Regions from separate parts of the Anas platyrhynchos genome. Here region 1 is linked to region 2. Evidence: chromatin contacts called from public Hi-C data. All regions are on one chromosome and are shown on one strand. The core of a region is the stretch at or near the end of the contact, and the rest is flanking DNA. Distances in the headings are between cores, read along the strand shown.

Region 1 (7,752 bases), core at 5,126-7,625, 58 kb after region 2:
AACAGACTGGCCCCAAGCCCCAGGAAGATGATGTACTGAACACCCCACTGAGACGTGCAGCTTGAAAGAGGTGCATAAAGTCTGTCTATTCAAAGCAAATGAGACCAGAGATGAGCTGCTTAAATTATTTTTGCAAAGTTATTTAACAGTGTCTGTAGCACACACTAATGAGACCCAGGAACAGGCACGCAGGTTGAGCTTTAGCAGATGAAATGGAGAAGAGAGTTTAAACGCCAGTGCTGTGAAGTAAGCACATGATCTCCACTACAGCAAAAAAGAAACATGAGCAGGAGTTAGCTATCAGTCTTTAGTAGTGCAGTTCTGCTTCTGAAGCTGAGAATTTATAGAAGACCAGCTTTGTATCCCTGTGCGTCCTTTTTCGAAGGGTCCTTTTTCTGGTTACTTTTTCACATTTGAATTTGGAGGTAATGTGTGACTTTGCTGTAGCAAATGGACCAGAAGTCAGGCAGATTTAATCTCTGCTCTCACCTCTGCCATTGGGCATCTACTTTTTTCCTACAATCTTTTGTTTCAGTTGTATGCTTTGGAGTTCATTTCACAGTTTTGAAAGAATACCTACATACTACCTTGGTTTTGGGTAGCCTTTCTTTTCCTTGTGCTGAAGAGCAGCATGTTCTCTGGGTTTGATGGAAATGGTATGGCAAGCTGAGCTCCTGGAAAGTGGCCACAGGCTGAAAAGTTGCTGTAGAGAAAGGAGTGTATGCTAGGGGAGGGGGCTGTGCTTAGTTTTTGTCATGGAGTTCGAAATCCACTGGGTTTATTCTGTAATTATCTATTTGTAGTCACCAGCCTGGTAGTGCAAAATCTCCTGTTTTTTGTTTATTAATTTACATTCCCTCCTTCTCATACATCAGTAGTAATAATGATTGAGCGTTTAGAGCTTGGCTGACAGTTTTGTTGATGGGACAAGAAACACAATGGAAGCCAGGTCACGCTTCCATAGCAGTGCCGGGTCACCAGCTTGGACTGGGAGAAAGACTGGCTGTTGTCATTGGGGCTGGAAGTAATACAAAGAGCTGATGTTTGAGTAGTTTGCCATTTTTCATAGTGACATTTTTTCTGCATGTAAGTACACGTAGGTGAAACAAAGACTTCAGAATTAATGAAGTCACCGTGAAATGCGTAGGTATGCAGGTGTATGGGTTTATGTGAGAAATTAGATTATTAAATAACCATTCTTATGCTTTGTTAGCTTATTCTGTACAATTCACAACTTGTAGAAACAAAAGGAAAAAGAAAGGTAAGGTTTTACAGTTGTGATTAGTACTCTTTTAATATTAAATTTCTATTTTTGGGAGATGGAGTTCAATTGCACAGATATCTTTTTTTGCGCAGTGGCCTTGAGCGTAGCTGCTGTCCACGGTTCTCTGGATACACTGCCCTTATCCCCTCCCGTGCTCCTGTCCGTGCCCGTTTGACAAAGACAAATGAAAGCAAACAGGAAGAGCACGATGCATTTTAAGGGAGAAAACTAGCCTTGCTCAGAGGATAGAAAAATTGCAGCCATGTTTTGGAAACATGAGACACATCTGACAAATTGTAGCTCCCATGAGTTAGCAGCTGGATGTGCTGTTGCTGGTCAGTTACAAAAATGTAGTGAATCCAGGACAATTCAGAAAATAGCAAAAAATCTTCACATATTAATTTGAGCTTGATCTTATTTTATAGGTTGATAAAATGTTGCTTAAGAATTGTGAGCTTTGTGTACACAATTCAGTGAGAGTGGAGCCAATATTTGAAATTTCTTAAACTTGCAAAATGACAAAACCCGGTATCCAATCTGAAACATCCAACATCCCAGCTGCTATGAAAACTGGCACATCAGCATTTACATTTCTTGTGGTCTTGCAAAGGGGAGGTACAGTTGCAAAAGCAGAAAAATGCTGATGCCTTTTGTATGAAGGAAAAAAAATAATAATAATGAAAACTGTATGACAGTTTAAAAAAAATCAAATAATATCCCACTCCGTATGTATGTATTATATGCACATCCTATGATATCTGTTTTGAGGAACTAGCACTAGAATTAGTTAATCACGTGAGCTCACTACTATTTGAAATATCCCTGGTATTTGCCATCTCTGTGTAGAATTGTCCCCTCCAGGGAATCCATTTTGCTTGCCTTTGGGGTAGGTTTCTTTCTGCTTGTGTGGCTTACATTTTAAATTTGAAGTCCCTCAGCTGCATTACAAATCACACGTTTGTAAAGATACGAAGTGGATTATGACTATTTGTTCTGTAAAATTAGCATAGGAAATATGGCACTGCATAAGGAAAATAGCAATAAGGGTTCATTTTGCAATTTTTACACACAAAATTTGATTATTCTTTTTATATTATCTCTTTCCTTCTACTGTTCATCACAGTTATTGCCAGAAGACATGAGAATTATGATTTCTCAGGGAGAAAAAAATATTTGAAGTGTCACTGAAACAGATATTAATACTTACGTGACTGATCTATGTATGTGGCTTGGAATTTCCAACTGTTATTGTTGATATATATAGCCCAGTAGTTTGCTGGGGTTTAGAATCGCATTGTTTACCTGCCTGCGTTTTTGAGTATGCACAAAAGAAAAGGCAAGCACACACTTGCACATTTAGCAAAACAAAATCCCTTTTCCATTCTCTCATGCGTATAGATCGCTTTAAAAGAGAAGGCAGTAGGTGATAGGACAAAATATTCCTTGTTGCTCTAGTCGCCGTAGCTGTCAGCTGAGAAAAGGATATGTAAGTGGCAGGATGTGATGGCTGGCAAATATTAGCCATTATTCACCGCAGTCAAACAATCCAGAGCATGGAACTAGCACATTTAATCTCTGTACATTTAATCACCGGGATTGTCAAAGAAAAAGAGGTGAATGATGAGGATGGTACGAGGTAATATCCTCGGTGTCAGAAGGACCACATGCCCAAGTCAATATACAGAGAACAGCACTGTCTACCAATCGTTCCTGCATCCTCCCTCAGCAAGGGCATACTCAAAGCATACCATAAATTACTTTCAACTTCAAATCGACCTGACTGAATGATTTTAGGGAGGATTCTTCTCCACTGGCTGTGTCTGCACATATCCTGAAGCCCATGAAGAGTGCATGTATCAGAGGGAAGACAGCGAAGACACAGTCTTCCTGAGCATGCTGAGACAGCAAGGCAATCACTTAGGGCTTCTGAGATTTTTTGCTTCTAGGACTAAAGCAGCCCCCCTGTGTAGCAACGCACAAGAACACCAACCTCATGTACAGCAGGGCATGGGCACCCCCTCGCTGGCTCTGTGAGGGGTAATGGGGACACTCAGCCTTCCAGGCTTGGTATAAAACTACAATGCTGATGCAAAAGAGAGAAAGCAGGTGTGCCAGCTCTAGATTCAAGACTTCTCTGAACAGTGGACATGGGGACAGCATTTTCCAGATTGCTGGAAAAGGCAACTTGATAAGGACAGCTGATTGTATTTTAAAACTGTTGAGCAGACAAAACAAAGGAGACTCTGAAGAAAGTACAGCTATAAAGAAATACTCTGGTCCCTGGTGGAGTTATTATGGTGTGTTATGTATGTCTTTTCTGAATCGAGGTACAACAATTGAATGAAAAGCCTGGCAAAACAAATGCTTTTGTAGCATGGAAGTAATTGTGCTTTCCAGAAAACCTTACTTTTTCAGTCCTCAGGCAGTGATCTATCAAGATCCTCCATGGTTTTAGGGCTTAGCAGTTCCCAGGAAAGCTGTCAGAGTTTTAGAAGGCGACTATATACAACATTTAAAAGCATAATACTGAAATACTTTTATCTTTTTGTTCTTTGTTATGTGTTAGTATTATTGTAGTGTATGGAAAGATGTTCTGGAAGAGAACAAGACAGACCTTTGTTTGTTGTTCCTTTAATTATCATTAAGGCATTCCTTGCTGCTAGGCAGCATCCCCCCCAACCCCAGCAGAGGTCTGCGATGCAGAGGAAAGGACCACTCTTCTAGGCACTGCACAGGCCTTGGCACTTAGTAATCTATCTAGGAGGCCAGCCTAGTTCCCTTTACAGTCTCATGCAATGGGAGCTGTCTTTTTGGGGGTGCACTGGCACTGTGAGGGCTACAGGTAGACAGGGACTTGGATATCACTAGTTAAGAATTTTCTTCATTTTCCAAATACAATCCTCTATGTAAGAAGTTGTTTAGAAACAGTTCCCCACAAGAATGGGGCTTTATTCCTTTCCTAGGGGAAAAAAGCACAGTAATCCCTACACAAAGCACTTACGTGAAATGAAGTTTTTACTAGAAAGCCAGTTCCTGCCAACACAAATGGCCTTAGGCTTGTGTAAATTCCCATCCGTTTGTGCCTGTGGTGTTCCAGGCTTCCTTCCCTGATCCTCACAAATGACACCCTGCTCATCACTTGTGCATCTGGAGCCACTTCCAAGTCTGCTCTAACCCCGGCCCTATTCCTACCCAGCTAGCAGAAATTACCTCTGCATATGGCATGAGTTAAGAGACCTAATCTAGCAATTAAATACACGTTAACAAAGATATTCTAGTGTGATGCAAGGGTCATTAAATCAGTTTAATTGGTGTCCTGCTGTAGGAGTGTGTGGTTTTGGTTATTGGCAGCGAACAAGAATTTGTAGTTGCTTTGCATGAATTTCAGTTTCAGAAACAGAGTTGCTCCTTAACCTTTGTGAAGACACCTGCTTTTCACTTGTTGGTGTGGGGCTGTAATTTAAGAAGGCAAGAAAGGGCATTTTCCACTACCAATGGCAAGTTTTTAAGAAAGGATGACATTTTGTAAGCATGTGGAGTGTTTTAGCACATCCTTATACAATAAGGCTTGCCAGATTTGTGGCTTTCTCTTCCAATAAGCAAGAAGAGGTAGTTTACTTGTGGGGCTTACCCAGTTTTATATATTTGTAGAATGCCTGCAAAATCTCTGCAGAAACGTACCAGCCTCTTTGAACAACCTAGCAATGATTAGATATTTTGGCAGCATGTTGGCTGGAGGCAGCTAATTGTTTCCTGATAGGAACCCATCTGTTTTTTAGGCCTCAGAAAGCATCCACCACCTCTTTTTAATGATCTATATTTCGTAAGTAATCTTTCATGTCCTTCCACAAAGTCTGTCTCTTTCTGTCCTAAACTGCTGTCTTCGTTGCTCTTCTTGAAGCATCAGGCTCTAGAATGAATTGGCTCCTGTTATAACTTCTGCAGTGGATGTCTAACTTGCAAATAATCTGTCAATCTTTAGTATTCCTTGCAGTGCTTGCTGAAACATGAGAAATTCTGATTATATATTGGGATTTTTTAATTATTTTTTTTCAGCAAGAGTGTGACCAGATAGTGGAGGAGGCACTCAGAAAGTTTTTACAGTCCCCACCCTTGGAGATACTCAGAAGTCAAGTAGATGAGGCACTAAGCAACCTGCCATAACTGGTCTTGTTTTGAGCAGGGGTTGGACTAGATGACCTCTGGATGTCCCTTCCAACCTAAATAATTTGGGTGATTCTATGAAGTGTACTTACAGTAGAGCCAGGCTCTTGTGGCAGCAAAGAGAGGAGAACAGAGCTCAGGGCCTAAGATGGTAAAGGCTTTAATGCATGTTTCATAAGTTGTAGGCAAAATTTCAGCTGGCACTTAGATTATGCACTGTACTGCTTGTACTGTATGTACATTATAGAGGAAAGTGAAGGTATCTACACAAGGGGACAAAAATGGCACAGAGTGTTCAGTAATTATGTTATGCATTGACCTGACCTTTGCATTTCTGGCCCAAAGCCTGACTCCAATACCAGTTGCATCACTCCTGAGTCGCCTTAACATTACTGAACACTGGCTTTGTCTGACCATCCTGTGAGTGCTGGTTCCTCAGCAGAAGCAGTGCCCTCATTCTCTCAATAAAGAGTTATTCATGTTTGTAATACTCCTCGATGCTGCTCACTTGCAGTATTTCAGCACTGGTTTATCACGGACTCTAGCATCATGTGCTGTCTGCAGACTGGCAGCCAGTTGCAAACTCATCCTCCCGTGTCAGGTCCAGGAGAGCTTCTCTACAAGGCCCGAATGCAGCTAAGCAGTGACACAGTCACCAGGTGTTGGGATGGGTTCAGGATATGTTGGTGACAGAGTCTCTGTTTGCAGGGCTAAGACCTGTGACATATTTTAAAGGACAGAGATGCAATTCCAGTAATTCAGGGATGTACGGATACACAAACTGTTCGTACTGTTCTCCTTTGTTTTATTACCAGAACTCCTGAATTTAATTAGAGCCTCACAGCTTGTTGTTTCCTACTGTTTGTTCTGTATGCAAACTGTATACGTGTTATCATGGGCCATGAGCTATTTTTGGTGTAGCATTTATCTTTCTGTAATGTGACCCTGCCCTATTTCCTCTCTGAAAGTTACGAGGAGCCTGTTGGCTGTGTGCTCTGAAGCGCTGACTCCAGCTCTCTGAACACGCTGTGCACTTATCCGAGGGTGAGGGTTATGTGGGGATTTCTGGTGACCTGCTGGGCTTCAGCAATTTTTATTTATGGTGGAGAGGGTGAAGATCCCCAGGCAGTGTAATCCATCTGACAACCACTTCCACAGCGCCTGTGGTATCACAAAGGCAAACGCTGTCAAAACAGCAGTGCCATGAGGGGTACCAATGACAAAGTCTGGATGAAGGGTGCTTCGATGTGTGTTCTGATGGCTGCAGGGAGGCTGTGGTGTGTGTGTGTGTTTGTAATGCCTTTGAGTAGACAGTGCTGAAGTGGGGGATGCTCCTCCAAAAGCATCAACAGTAAAGCAGTTTGAACATTTTAGTGGTTAAGTAATCTTCCTCAGCCTAGCACAAGATACTGAAATAGACTGTTTCTCAGCTTGCTGCTACTTTTTGTGTTGCATTCCAACTTTGTGCTTTGTCATTCCCATTTCAAGGTTGTAATCATTCGTTCTGCACTTGGAAAAGTTTGCCTCAATTAATGAGGATTGTTGCAATTTAGAATAAGGAGGATTTTCTGCTGGAACTGACATTCTGTACTTCAAAACTTGTTAATAAATACTCTTAATTATGAATGTGTAATCGTTAAACATTTTGATATTACGATGTCACACTGCAAAAGAAGTGTCAAGATAGGTATAATTATTAAGTGTCTGGAGCTGTAATGGATCTAGGATGTAAGCAAGGCCAAGACTAAAGAGAGCAATGCTGTCTTTTCTTACACTGATCAGTTGTAGCTGGAAAAAGTCCCTGAGGAAAAGGCCCTGCACAGGCCCTGAAAAGATCCATGGACTACCGATTACACAAATGTCCTCAAGGTAGGCATGTAATTACTGATGGCTGACTTAGCCTGTGGATAGATACAACATACAGTGCTGCAAACAGGAAATGGAAATAAGTGCTCCTGATCCTCAAGAGAGCTTGGAGTGGAAAACTCCTTTGAAACTCACAGCTGGCCTCTGTGGCTGAAGTTGGCTTGAGGGTATTTGTGGGTTGAAACACCTAAAAGCCAGACGGATTCATGCTGTAGCCTGATGTTTTTAAGTTTACCTCTGCATTTTAAAACAGGGGGTGGAAAACTAATACTGGATTGCAAGGTCTAAACATACTGAGACTATATGAAGTGCTCTTCTACTTGCATTATTTGGCATTTTTATATCAATATGTAACAATGAAAGAAGAAAGTTGCTTGCAAAGAAAGAAGAAAGTTGCTTGCTTCTAACTACCACTTTAATATAATTAAAAAACCGAGCTCTTTTAAAAAGATTAACAG
Region 2 (7,350 bases), core at 4,656-7,155:
CTGTGTGCTAGAGTCAGCCTGACACAGAAGGTGGTCTGTGTGTCTGGATCATCTGATCCCAATGTTCTGGCACCTTCTTGGACCTTAAAGCAAGAAACTCCACTACCTCAGAAAAACTATGCCTGTTCTTAGCTGCCTTACTCGAAGGCACACCAAAACATCAGCTGTTAAGGGCTTTTTTTGGTAGTATGGGTCTTACCACGTGAGAGGTAGGTGGTTGCAATGCTCCCAGGAGGTGTTATGAATTGAGCACGTTTTTGCAGAGTATCTGGATATAAAATCCCTTCCTCCTCTTTCCCTGCAGCCTTAAGCCTCTCAATTGGGTTGGCGGGTGAGACGCTGTGCCGCTGGTCCCCTGCCGTGCGCTGGGTTCAGCCAGAGGTGGTACCACAGGGGGTGTTGGAGCACCCCTCTTCTGGAGCTGCTGCTCGGTATTGCAGAGCTGCCCTGCTCTGTTGAGGGGTTGCTGCTGCCTCCTGCTCCCTCTTCCTAAAACTGGGTGATGCTCGTACCTTAGTGTCCATGCATCCTCACAGAACGGACAGAAGTCTTGGTTCAAGGAGAAGCAATTTCCTTCTGTCTTCATTGTACAATCTGGGATGAAAAAGAGATAGATTGCATGTCGCTAGTGCACCCTGTATCTTCTGCAGGCTGTAAAGGAAAGCAATACAGCTCAAAAGCAAATTGTGAAGTCCAGACTGCGTTGAGGCATTTAATCATAAGTTCAAAGAAATAATGGCTTCTGAGCCCTTCCTGCAGATGAGCAGTTATCACATTGTCTTTTTTCACGTACTGTAATTGCAGAGCTGTAAATGAGTTACATACTTCAGTTTAAAACTGCTTTCCATTTTTTTTCCCTAAACTTCATTAGCTAATTATAACTTGAAATAGTCTATTAATTAGACTTCATTTTGTAATGAATCCAGCTCATCCTTCTTAAGCCAAGTCTGGATACAAAACCAACCTCGTTCTAATCCTTAAATGAAGCCATTGACTTTTCTGTCTGTGAATGTCAGTCAGATGGTGCAGATGACTGCAGTGCTTAACCTGACCGTTACCCGCAGACCCTGCAGCTCCCTCTTCTCCCAAGACAGACTTTATTGACTTACGAAGCGCTGTAATACAGCACATGTAACCAGGTGAATTCCCACTGTTCGTTCCTGCTGCCAGAGGAGCAATTGCAGATTTTTTGATGCTGATTTTTCAAGAACACACCTGCTCTTGGGAGCAGATCTTGTGAGAAGTGTGTTGTTGGTTTTAAGCATGAAAATAAGTGTCAGGTTTTCTCCACCACCAGGAACACAGGATTGTTAGGTTAGGACAAGAGCTGCTCTGCGTGATGCTTCTGATAACCTGCCCCTTCTCCAGGACTGCAGATAGAGCTTGATGAAAAGCTGAGCAGTGAATGGTACTCACGAAGAGATGGATGTGATTTTTTTCATCAGTGAAAAAGGGATGCATTTTTCAGGCTGAATATTTTACACTTTATAAAGGAATAAAAGGCAGCTAGGAGCAGAAGAGAATACCTTTTAAAAACAGTTGTCATATGCTTGGGGAGAGCCCAGATGATACTCGTCCATGTTAGTGCTTAGGACTGTTGGCTGAGAGCACATGGAAGAGCTAACAACATCCAGCAGTTGTTTCAGTTTCCTTGTTTGCATTCTGCTTCGGGCTTTGCTTAGTTCACTTTATTCCACCCAGGGGACACTGGCAGTGCAAATGAGCTGGACTTGTAATGAGCAAATACTAACTTCCTGATACGAAGTGCCCAAAAGCTAAAGATGCTCCCTATAACAGTGAAAAGCCACCATGCTTGTCTGTGTATTATGAACACTCACCTCTCGGGGAGCTGATTGTTGGTGTTGTGTTTCCAGTGGCAAGAGGTGTGTGTTCAGGTGCTGCTTGTTAATGTCCTCCCATCGCCTGACATTGAAATCTTTGCTTACTGTAAAAGACAAGGTGGCTTAGTGGCTTCATAATTTTGCACTCCTAACACGAAAACTAATGGAAAGATAGAATGAAGGTGTAAAACTAAGACCAGAGTATCTTGAATTTTGAGAGAGATGGCCGTGCAATCAGAGCCTGCAATAAATGATCAAAGATGTGATAGAAAAATCTGTCCTTATTAAAAGAGGTACGTGCAGTGTATTTGCTTAGGCGCTCAGAATTAGAAGAGCTGTGGCTGCTTTGAATGTGAAACGTGTCCTCAGGAAATAATTTTTGCATTTAAGCTTTAAGGAGTCTTGGAAGTAAAAGCCATTTTTGTGGAATTGGATTATGCCTTAGGCCTTGATTTTTATATTTTCCTGGTGTGTATCATCTTTTCTTTCTAAGATCCGCAAACAGGTTTTTCATCCTGGTTGCTACTGACAGAAACCTGTAAATCTGATTTTTGGACAGTAGCTGGTAAATCAGAAATGCTACAGGTGGGAAGTTGTGCAGTCAATAGAAGTAGTCGCACGAGGTCAATCGACCAGTTTTATGCCAACTCTGTGTTTTTTTCAGAAAGATTGTGGAGATGAGTTAGTGCCAGCAACCTTAGTGCTCTGGATCACAATGTCATCTGCAGCCTGCACGAGTGCTCTCCTCCTACAGAAGTATTAAGCATTATTTTTTTTTATTAATTAAGTATTAAGCATTGCATCTTACGTGCCTAATGTGTCTGCTCTGGTGAGCGCTGCTGGCACCAATCCATCCTGAAGGAGAACCTAGAAGCATCCTGAGGGGAATGGATGAACTTGGCTTTATCTTTGCCTTTTTTTAAGCCACTGCGTGGTATCTTGCTTTATAGCAGCTTGCTGTGTCCCCTGCCCTTGTGCACACCTTGTTCTGTCCTGGCGTGCCTCATTTGCTGCCCTCACAGCTCAGGGCATCCTGTCCTTCAGTGCTCTAAGAACACATTCGCCGCAGGCCTTCAGGCTTTGTGGTATTGAAAGAGGCTGATTCCTCTTTTAATACAACAAAATTAGGCTTTTGCCTAAGCTAGTGATATGTAGCAGCGAGGGGCATTTTTACTTGGGCTTGCGTGGGCCCTCACTGCGTCTTTTTACAGCTCTTGAAGCAGTTAGGACGTTTATAGGTAGCGGTTTGTGTCGGGTGCCTCTGATTTGCAAATTGCCTTTAAATGCATTCCTTCCAGTTCACCAGCTAGCGCGTGAGCTCACACACATTGTAAAATCTCAGTCAAGCTACAGTGAGAAAGCATCTTGTAGTCATTTATACGACAACTTTTTTTTGGTTTAAATCTCAATGAGACCTTCACTGGACACACTTCACTTAAGAAACGACCTTTGTGTCTCTGCCGGGTCATTTTCTGGCTTTATTACGCACTTGGCATTCCTGCAAAGCCCTTCGCTGGGTGATCTTAAAGTCTTCAGAAGCTTTAATTAACTGAAGCAGTGTGCCTTCCCTGTGAGGCCAGTAAATATTCTTAATTGCTTTTTTCGCAGAATGAGGAAAATGTGGTAGAGAAATTTTAAAGGAATTCACCAATGCTGCGCAGAAAGATACTGAGGAGACACAAGCAGAAGCCCTAATCCCGACACCGTCTTTATGTGCAACATTTTGCTTTATTTCATAAGCAGGCGAGGGATGGATATAACACAGCTTATATATAGGGCACGTCTCCTTTGTCAGGAAACTTTCTGCTTTGTGACCTGTGAGTTGCTAAAAGCGACAAAAGTGTATGGATGAGGAAGTCTTTTCAAAACCGGGCAAAAAAGAAAGAAACCCTGAAAGCCTCATTCCGTTCTAAAAGGGCTATTTTTAGGAAGCTCAGGCAAAGAAGTATACCCTGGGGGGTGCGCAGGGTTTCTGTATGTCTGGCCCTGGGTAGCTGAAGTCTGAATGTAGTTGTCGGGCTGTTGTGCTCTGCGTGTGGTGAAAATCGGGGCCCAGGCAGAACAGACCACACTGAAGGCACAGCATCGCTGCTGCACGGCATGCTGCTGTGCAGGGAAGGGATGGATCCTGCTTTGAGGCTGCTGGTGTCACGCCTGGTAGCTCGAGCTTCTGTGGAGGGGGCAGCACGTCCTGTGGAGACAGCCGGCATTCCCGCACTGACTGTGGGGTGCTGCTGACTCCGGCCTGAGCAAAAGGGAGAAAAGACTCCGACTGCGTTGTTGTGAACTGCTTCACTAGAAATGTGGCATTTATTGGTAGCATGATGTGACACCCAGTTTTAAGGACCACTGAGGAACAAGGGCTGAAGCGGCAGTGAAAATCAGTCGTGCTTCCTGGTGCTCCATCCCACACAGAAACCCTCTTCCACCCTTCGGTGCCTGGTTGTTCACCTCCACTGGTGAGGCTGGCTCTCAGGGCAAGGCTGTCCGAGTTGTCAAGAAGCAGGGAGCAGTCTGGAGTAAGGAAGGCAAAACCTTCATTTACTCAAGTCCTTGGCAGTTGCTCCGTTTTCTTTACCAAGCACAGTATAGATGAGCAGGTGTAACAGTGGGGGCAGTCATGCACCAACAAAATGGGTGGATGAGAATCAGTGGGTTAACTCCAGCTCATTTGATTGCTTTGATGTTTGTAGCTCATGTTTTCTTCTTCTGATCTTCCTGGAGAATAAAAGTTTTTCTTGTTTTTTTTTTTGTTTTTTTTTTTTTTTTTCCCCAGCGGGTCAGTAGAAGGAAGGCCTGGACACAACTGTTTTTTCTTTTACTCATCTGACGGCAGATGAATAATAACAATACACCTGTCTTTGGGGAGCAGAGCTGCTCAGCTCCAGCGAGCTGTTACCTGTTCCCCAACTCCCCAGAGAAAGCTTCGAGCAAGGAAGGCTGCAGAAGTGGCAGCAGGTTCCTGTGGCCGTGAACTCTGCTGCCGGAGGATAGTTGTGCAGTTTTGAAGCAGCAGTTATTGTTATTGTTATTAAATTGCTTTGAATTCCTGCCTGGAGACTTCAGTGGGGGAGCTCTAACATGCAGTTGGCTGACACAGAGGGTCTGCGATAGATCATGATGGGATGGGATAAGACAATACAAACAAGAGCAGGTGATCGCAGTATTCACTTAAAAACAGACCAAAATGGCACTGAAGTGAAGAGGGAGAGCCCCACAGTCTGGCACTTGAACACTGGGAACCAAGTGGGGAACTCGAGGGCACTGTGTTACCTAAGGCTTGCGAAGATGTAGGGTGAAGCCTTCAGCCTCTCCGTTTGCAGGCACCAGGACAGGATGTGTGTTCAGCAGGTATTGTTCTCCGCAACAAGCTGGAGTTGTGACTTTGCAGAGGGGACTGTTTGCCTCATCTCCTGTGGTTATTGCTGCCAGAACTGGAATGTGAGAGCAATGTTTAAATGAAACTTAAATCGATGCAGCTGAGGTGGCTCTTCCTCAGCTGGATGCTATACAGTGTATAATGCCCTGTGTTCACAAATACTGTGCATTTGTATTTATCTGATGATTTGTACATGTAAAAGATCATTTTGCAAGATGTTTGAGCACTCATTTGTGTGTTGGCCACTCAGTACTTCCATGTCCTCCCAACAAAAATGACCCCAAAAGGAGGCAAACAGGCAACAGAGCAGGGCATTGCAAGCTGGAACCTCATGCCTGGCTTTGGATTCTTTAGATACTAAACGTGTAGGACGTAATTTATTTTTAGCAAAGGAAATGCCTGGATATTTTTCAGCAGAGGAAGCATTTTTTCCAGGTATTGACTATTTTGAAAATATCAGAGTTTGAGATGACCTCAGTGCTGACAGCACTCAGTTACTAACATTGGCAGATGAATTCAGTGTTACGAGCTCTCCACCCTTCAATAGCTTGCTTTCTTCAGGAGGAAGGAGAACACCACAAACCCTTCTGTTTCTCACCCCTTTTTCCTGCTGTCTGCCTGTGTTGTGTCTGCTGTGTTGCAGACGGAACCAGAGATCCTCCTGCACCTTACTCTGAACTAGGGTAAGCCCATTTCTGTAAACAGGCAGGCGAGGCTTCAGGAGGACGGAGTGGACCTGACCTTTAATTTTGGCAGCCTGTCTTCAGCGCTGGTGGCAGGATTCCCAGTGGTGGAGCACCTGCACGGGGAAGTGTGTAAGCCTTTGCCTGCTTGGTTTTTGTCTAATTAATGATGACCAAAGTCACTGTGCAGCCACAGTCTACACCAGGAAGCTCTCCTTGGCCCTGAGCAGGCAAGCTGCAGTACTGCATAGCTGATCACTTGCTGGAGCTGGAAGGCAAAACGCCAAGATGTCACTGCTGAAAACTGTCTTTGGTGCTCTGTTAGCTCCTGGTTTGTTGAGAACAGAATTGACAGGTGCTCACTGCCTGCGTGCACACCTCCTAATAGCAGCTTAAGGGTAAAAGCGTAGCGTTAGTCTAGAAAATGCAGTGCACTAAAGATTGACTTGCTTGCGGTAGGCACCTGAGCATTTTTAGTACAGAGGTATCAGCATCACAAAAGCAGGTGACAAGCACGTCATTTTCCTGTGATCTGTAGGAGCGATGCCACTTGCCATCGCTGCAGAATCAGTGCTGTGCTGTCTGCCCCTTTTGTTACGTGTGCCGTGGGCTTCGGGTACGTTTAATCTAGCTCAGCACCTCCCAGATCCATGATGTATTGGGTCAGTTTGGGCTAATTCTGAGCGTAGCGTACACACTGAGAGCACTCGGAGTATTCCCTTGCTGCAGCTGACACCGTTTAGTTATGTATCTAAACTGAAAGAATCTGCTTATGTTTGTTCAGTGCTCTTCACATCTGGAGAACCAAGTCATTGTGTACGCAGTACAAAAGAAATAAGCGATTATATCAGGACCTGTATAACAGTGCGGATTCCAGCAGATTGCTCTCTTACTTCCCCTCCGCCGATCACTTCTACATCTGGTGGATCAAAATGAGGTTTCTGAAGTGAGTTTTGAAAAAGTCCCGAGAGGCAGCCCTGAGGTACAGCTTGCCCCGGGGTGGATGGCAGCCAGCTGGCGTCGAGGCGGCCCCGTCTCGCTCCCCCTGCCCACTGCAGGGCCCAGCTTCCTGCTGCTGCAGGCACGACAGGCATTAACGGGGAATGGCTCTGCCATGTAGAAACCGCTGTGGCAGCGTAATCTTTGTCTGGGGCTGTTTAGGCAGCAGCCTGAGCTGCCCTAATGGAAATAAAGCATACATTGGGCCAGTGGAGGAGAGCGACGCAGCTGCGGCCTGTTAGCGGTGGACGGTGGGGCTGTGCCGGGACAAACCAGCGGCTCCTGTCATCCTGACAGACGGGCAGGGAGCCCAGGAGTTGAGAGGAGCAGCAGCAGTGAGGAGCAGAGGTACTCCGTGTGCTCTGTGCTTTTGTGTCCCGGGCGAGAACAGGGAGACACGGCGGTTAAGAGGGATGTCGTGTTTGTGATGAAGGGGGCAAATCCCTTT

The links. A called contact is a pair of places that touch in the nucleus more often than the background predicts.
Region 1: a Hi-C map of liver shows a contact between it and region 2, with 3 times the contacts expected there. The contact joins two enhancer-like sites. A contact is called at or near these places in 2 of 8 Hi-C or Micro-C datasets (liver and skeletal muscle).

What each region holds. Positions count from the first base shown.
Region 1 is chr4:48,153,221-48,160,972 of IASCAAS_PekinDuck_T2T, forward strand. The region is part of intron 4 of ARHGAP24 (Rho GTPase activating protein 24); the gene reads left to right. Among named protein-coding and RNA genes, the nearest start is that of MAPK10, 35 kb to the right of the region's middle. Within about 2 kb of position 6,376, at least 4 of the 8 cell types and tissues checked have an H3K27ac peak or open chromatin away from gene starts, as enhancers often do.
Region 2 is chr4:48,095,271-48,102,620 of IASCAAS_PekinDuck_T2T, forward strand. The region is part of intron 3 of ARHGAP24 (Rho GTPase activating protein 24); the gene reads left to right. Among named protein-coding and RNA genes, the nearest start is that of MAPK10, 93 kb to the right of the region's middle. Within about 2 kb of position 5,906, at least 1 of the 8 cell types and tissues checked has an H3K27ac peak or open chromatin away from gene starts, as enhancers often do.